2 separate regions of the Sus scrofa genome follow, and region 2 is linked to region 1. Evidence: chromatin contacts called from public Hi-C data. All regions are on one chromosome and are shown on one strand. Each heading gives the region's core, a stretch centred on a gene start, on an enhancer-like site or on the middle of the called end of the contact. The rest is flanking DNA. Distances are from core to core; before and after follow the strand shown.

Region 1 (3,127 bases), core at 394-2,893:
TAGCTTTAGAGAGTCTATCCAATTATATGATTAATAAAACACACAAAATACCAGATCTAATTCAATATTAACAATGGACATAGATCCAAACTGTCTAAAGTTTAGGTCCAGAACCTTGTAAGAAAATGCTAAAATAAATTCTGCTTTTGGTCAGTAGCATTATTTTATGGACTTGTCATTTAATAAAATATTCAGTAACATTTCAGGAAAATCTTCCTATGTAGCAGAAAATGTGCAGGATTCTGGGTATGAAGATAATTTGGTCACTGTGACCTAGTAGGGAGAGGGGAAGATAAACAAGTATACTTACGCATAAAATTGTTCCATGCACAATGCATGCAAGAAAATTTTCTTATTGGTACCCAAGCACTTGACAGTTACAGAGCCATTTTCTGGCCACAAAAATAAATATATTTTTCACCTTTTTTTTTTCCCTACTGTGCTCCTCCACCCTCATCTCAATTAGAAAATATTTGCCTTTTCAGTTTTTATATGCAAGATATTTCATAGATTTTCAAAAGATACTGTTTATTCAGAGAGTGTGAAATGAACATAAAGATATCAGAAACCAGAATAGATGGGATAGTGTCACTGAGAAGAGGATGGAAAAAAAACAGAGCTGGGAGTCCCCCAAATCATCTTTACTCCTTGGAAATTTTCTAGAAGTTCAAAATGCATGGCCAGATTACAGCAATGCTACACATGTGTACATAAGACTGAGGATAGGCATTTGTGTTTCTTAAAGCCCTATTGTTTTAGTTTCTCCAGGAAAGTTAAAGAAAAAAATCATAAAGGTCTTTTGGCTCACCTGATCGGTTATCATTGTCCTCAAAGTTGACATGGAAGGAATGTCCCACGTTGATGATTTCTTTGGCTGTGGCTGGATTGTAGGAGACGCTGATAGGTTTGAGAGAGGTGTCATGTTTGGTTTCACTGGTTTTAATGTCTATAGGAGACTGGTTGTTTCCATTTGCAATGGGGTACACCTTGCTCCAATGTTCAGGACCTACCAGGACAAACAGACCTATGATCAAAACTTGATCAAATGCTTGATTCCAAGTTTTAGGAGTATAACTTTGTTTATTAGACTAGGATTTATTTAGGTATCTTAAAGGATAATCTGTTTAACTTAATGGAAATTCAATGTTTGCAAATTCAATGTTTGTTTTCTGTGATATGCTATAAAATAATGCTTTTGTCCACACCAGTAACATACTCATAGTCTATGGGGTCAGATGACTATATAAGCTATATATTATAGATTTATAATATGTACTTCTGCAGAGAGAGACTGAAAGGGAGATAGAGAATATATTTTGTATCCAAAGGACAACTGGTAGGAATACATTCAAAGTTACTATAATTCAAAGTCAGACAGTTCAAACCATTAATCTATGACTATATAGTTATTTTAAGTGCTCAACACCTCTTTTACTAGAAAAGAGAATAAGCTATTATTTGATCTACATGAACAGAAGAACTCTTACCATATTCACCATCATAACCCCAGGCAGGACTTGTCATGATCTTCTATGTAGTTTTCTTTGTTCTGAAAACAAAGATAATACTTGAAATAACTAACTGCAACTGAACAGGCAGTTGACAATGGAAACCACCACTTGGGGTTTTTATAGAAATATCCCTTCACTTAATAGGCCACTATTTCATCATCTCTACCTATCAGGAAGTATATACAGTAAAAAACAGGCGTTACTAAAAAAGCCCACAAGGTAAGGTCAGCTTCAATTGTTTTATTTCTTGTATTGTGAAAGAGAAATATCAAAATCTTAGGTTTCATAAAACCAAGCCCTGTTTTTTTCATGTTAGTAAAAGATATGGCTGAGTATTACCATATATGATTTTTGGGATTTCTTAGTTTAATTGCCTTTGTGCACTTGAGATTTACAACTTTACTCTTGATGAATACTTAAGTAATACTAGCAATAATTTAATATTAAACAGTAATTAATAAAGAGAATAATTTGCATGTTTACAAACTGATTGGAACTGGTCATGTTACTTAAAATCAGATTACAGAATAAACAATCTTTTGTAATATATATTATTCACAATGGTACATCTCAAAAAATGCACAGATGAGAATAAATTCCTTTATTTAAACAAATTTTTTATAGGGCATTCCCGTCGCTGCTCAGTGGAAACAAATCTGACTAGTATCCAATGAGGATGCAGGTTCGATCCCTGACCTCACTCAGTGGGTTAAGGATATGGCATTGCTGTGAGCTGTCATGTAGCTACCAGATACAGTTTGGATCCTGCGTTGCTGTGGCTGTAGTGTAGGCCCACAGCTGTAGCTCTGATTTGACCCCTGGCCTGGGAACCTCCATATGCTGTGGGTGTGGCCCTAAAAAGACAAAAAAAAAATCTTTTTTTAGTGTTTTTCTTTTTTAATTTTTTTAATTGTACTTGATAGTCCTTCGTTTTAGAGCAATATTGGAATTCATAAGCGGAGGATTTATTAATATTTAAATTGAATATGACCCAATATTTACTTTACGCATCAAATATAGGTCTACTGAAACAGAAGACTTTCTTTTGTATATCTATACAACTTATAGAGAACTTTCAAATTATTTTATATTACCACCACCACACACGTAAGTCCTGTCTAGTGAGAATTATCATTTTGTAGTTGAGAGATTTCATCACAACTGGCAAGAGCCAAGAATCCCAGACTTGAGCCTCTAAGTCCTCTTGTTTTCTTCTGAATGCCACACTGGGTGAGCTATGAGGTAGATGATCTTCTAGTTCTTACTCTATGCCCATAATTCTTTTAAGTCCAATTAAACACTAGACTTCCCACCTGTCGGGTGCTGAGAAGATCCATAGGACTTTTCAAGGAGGTAGAAAAAAACCAACTCATGTGTGTCAGAGCTTGGCTAGGTCCACCTGTGCAAAGTTCTAAATATGTTCAGAGAAAAACAATCAGAAAAAATAAGCTTCCATGTAACACTTTTCAATACCCTGGGAGTCATACCTCCTTTCGCACTCTGGAATTGTCTGAGCTCCTGGGCTTTCTAAAGGAAGGGGATCTGGCACACTTTTTGGCAAGGCTGAATGGAGACACACTGTTTGTCCCTTTTGGCTAATGATAGCCAACAGGCTC
Region 2 (3,223 bases), core at 694-3,193, 55 kb before region 1:
ATACTGTGTTATATATTTCAAAGTTGCTCAGAGAATAGACTTAAATGCTCTTATCATAAAAAAATGAAATGATAATTATGGAACATGAGAGAGGTATAAGCTAATGCAATATACAAATGTATCAAGTCAACACATTTTACACCTTAAAATCACACAATGTTTGATATTTTTCTTTCTTTCCTTTTCTTCTTCTCTGTTATTATTATTTTTGCTTTTTAGGGCCACACCTGCAACATATAGAGGTTCCCAGGCTAGGGGTTGAATCAGAGCTGTAGCTGCCGGCCTATGCCACAGCCACAGCAATGCAGGATCCAAGCCGCGTCTGTGACTTACACCGCAGCTCACAGCAATGCCGTATCCTTAACCCACTGAGCAAGGCCAGGGATCGAACCTGTGTCCTCATGGAGCCTACTCAGATTCGTTTCTGTTGAGCCACGATGGGAACTCCCACAGTATAATCTTTACTTTTCTGGAGTAGTTTTGTGCTGCTGAAGAAGACTGGGTGTAGGCTATTTTTTTTCTTTTTCTTTTTTTTCATGACCACACCTACGGCATATGAAAGTTCCCAATCTAGGGTTGAATTGGAGCTGCAGCTGAGCCTGTGCCACAGCCACAGCAACACTAGATCCTTAACCCACTGAACAAGGCCAGGGATCCAACCTGCAACCTCATAGACACTATATCAGGTTCTTAACCCACTGAACTACAACGAGAACTCTCTGAGTGTAGACTTATATGTCAGCTTGGCATCATATAGAGTGTGCAGTGCTCCTTAAAAAAACTTTGACAAGATTTTTGCAGCCGAAGATGTGAGTTAGTACAATAATGCATATACATATATGTTCACAACTTATTTACAATCATGCTTTGGTGCTTTGAAAGGCTTCTTCAAGTTTTCATGCCATGTGCAAGAGTATAAATCTTACTGTCTAGTTGATTCACTTGCAGTCCCTCCCTCAGAGTTTAATGGATGCCATATTTTCAAACTGAGGCAGTCTTTCTGCTCTGGACACCAGATCTTCCAAAACAACACTGCTGGTGTGAGAGAAGCACTAAGAGAAAGGAAGCACAGGAGAGGATGGGGAGAAGGAGAAAGAGGTTCTTGCAGTAAATAGTCAGCATTTGAAAGGGAGAATATGTGGTGAAAGAAAAGGCATATTTTAACAGGAATTAAAAAATAAAACTTCAGGAGAGTTCCCACTGTGGCACAGTGGGTCAGTAATCCAGATTGTCTCTGTGGAGGGGCTGGTTCAATACCTGGCCCAGAGCAGGGGTTTAAGGATCCAGCATTGCTGCAGCTGCAGTGTAGTTCAGCAGTTCTGGCTCATATTTTATCTCTGGCCTGGGAACTTCCACATACCACAGGGGCAGCTAAAAATGGAAGAACAAACGAACAAACAAACCCCCCAAAACTTTAGGAAAAAAAATTGACGTGGGCATGATCTCTTTAAAGGATGAAAAATGAGGAAGTTATAGGGCAGCCCTGATCTGTTCCTATTGTTAACCCCCAGGTGGTGCTGTTGGAGAAGAAAAGCTGATTCCCTCTGGAAGTAGGCAGGCCACCAGGAGATTGCATACCATGGGCCTTTAACACAGAACCGACTTCGACCTGCTAGTGCTGGATTCCAGTCCCTTCCAAAGACTCCCTTGGCTTTACTTTTTAGTATGAAACAGAGAGCGTCGCATTTGTGTCATGAATAAGTCTGCCCATACGTGGGGTCCTGGAATTCCTTCTCTCTCTCTCTCTCTTTTTTTCTCTTTTGTTCTTAACTCCTTTCTCCCTTCTCCTGCAGGTGCATCTCCGGGCTACCATTCCCTCAGGGTGCATCCCTGCCACCAGCTCTTGGTAGCTCTTAATCCTCTGGGCACCATACCGATTCCACTGGGCTATTCCTCTGCCCCTGCCAAGGGAGAGAAAGCTGGGGAAGTACTCATTAACAGAAAACCTTTGATATATTTACCCTCTGTGTTCTGCCTCTGCTAAGCACACAATCAGAGGGAGCGGCCTCAGGTTGAAGCAAGTTTGTCTGTTAATTTCCTGGAGTCAGTGCTGCTTTCATGCTGGGTGGCTCTTAACTGGTGCTTCTATAAAGGTCGTCCTTTCCAGTGTTTCCTATCAATGGCAGAGTCTTAGCTGTGAGTTGTTCTCCTTCTATGCAAAAGGGATGGACTAGATGTGGGCCGGGGGTGGTGGGGGCGGGGGGAAGGGTCTTACAGCAGTGCTCAGGGTCTGTTAGCAGGTATCAGAATTACTTATTAAAATCTTTTTTCTCAGAGTTCCCTGGTGGCCTAGTGATTAAGGATCCAGCATTGTCACTGATGTGTAAAAAAAAGAAAAGTTTTCTAGAGGTATCTGTGTTTGTACACATGGTCCTTTTCTTTGGCACCATCTCCCTCTTGGTAGAGTTAGATCACTTTCTTTTTTTTGGGTCCTTTCCCGCAGCATATGGAAGTTCCCAGGCTAGGGGTAGAATCAGAACTGCAGCCACTGGCCTTAGTCCACAGCCACAGCAATTCAGGATCTGAGCCATGTCTGTGACCTACACCATAGCTCACCACAATGCCAGATCCTTGATCCGCTGAGCGAGGCCAGGGATCAAATCTGCAATCTCATGAATACTAGTCGGGTTTGTTACTGTTGAGCCACAACCGGAACTCTAGAGACCATTCTTTCTTCAGTCCTCATTCTCTGTTGAATCAAGACCTCATTCCTGCCTTTGAGGCTCAAAGACTTCATTAAAGGCACTAACTCCTTGCTCACTTAGCTTTCTTCCCTCAGATCCCCTGTAGATCCATCTACCACACACATGCCTCCTCTCCTCTGGGGCCATTCTTCCAATTAGGGGAATTCAGAACCCAAAAAATTCACAAAAGTGTTCACCAAAAATTAAGGGAGCATAATTAGGATTTTTCTAGAGAAATCAGGTTCTTGCTTTCTCATCTAAGAGAAAAGTGGATTTTTTTTTTTCTTTAGCTTTTCTAGGAAAGGTAAAGGCTTTTGGAAAATCTTCAGGGTTTCTGGCCCTCCCCTCCCATATTGAATCATCCGGGGCCAATCTGAATACTTCATTCTGCACATTTTCAGATCTGAGGTTAAGGATAGTGGTCACAGAGGAGTACTCTTTCTCATCAGCAGGAAGGAGGAGTAAGTGCAAAGACTTGTGAGCCTTGGCTCTTGCTAATCTCAGGTCTCTTGCTAATCCACACAAAATGAGCATAATAT

What was found. Hi-C and Micro-C count contacts between places; a contact is called where the count stands out from the background.
Region 2: a contact with region 1 is called in a Hi-C map of liver, with 1.7 times the contacts expected there. The contact joins the enhancer-like site here to the promoter of LOC100153915 in region 1. A contact is called at or near these places in 1 of 5 promoter capture datasets (liver), 5 of 47 Hi-C or Micro-C datasets (liver and skeletal muscle) and 1 of 2 datasets of contacts at active chromatin or transcription factors (skeletal muscle).

Annotation. Positions count from the first base shown.
Region 1 is chr4:51,342,064-51,345,190 of Sscrofa11.1, reverse strand. LOC100153915 (carbonic anhydrase 1) reads right to left here and starts at 1,643. Exons shown (of 7, transcript XM_001924183.4): 1 at 1,488-1,643; 2 at 809-1,006. The coding sequence starts at 1,524.
Region 2 is chr4:51,397,206-51,400,428 of Sscrofa11.1, reverse strand. No RefSeq gene overlaps it. Among named protein-coding and RNA genes, the nearest start is that of C4H8orf59, 70 kb to the left of the region's middle. Within about 2 kb of position 1,943, at least 6 of the 83 cell types and tissues checked have an H3K27ac peak or open chromatin away from gene starts, as enhancers often do. A contact at or near this core is called in liver, where this site is marked.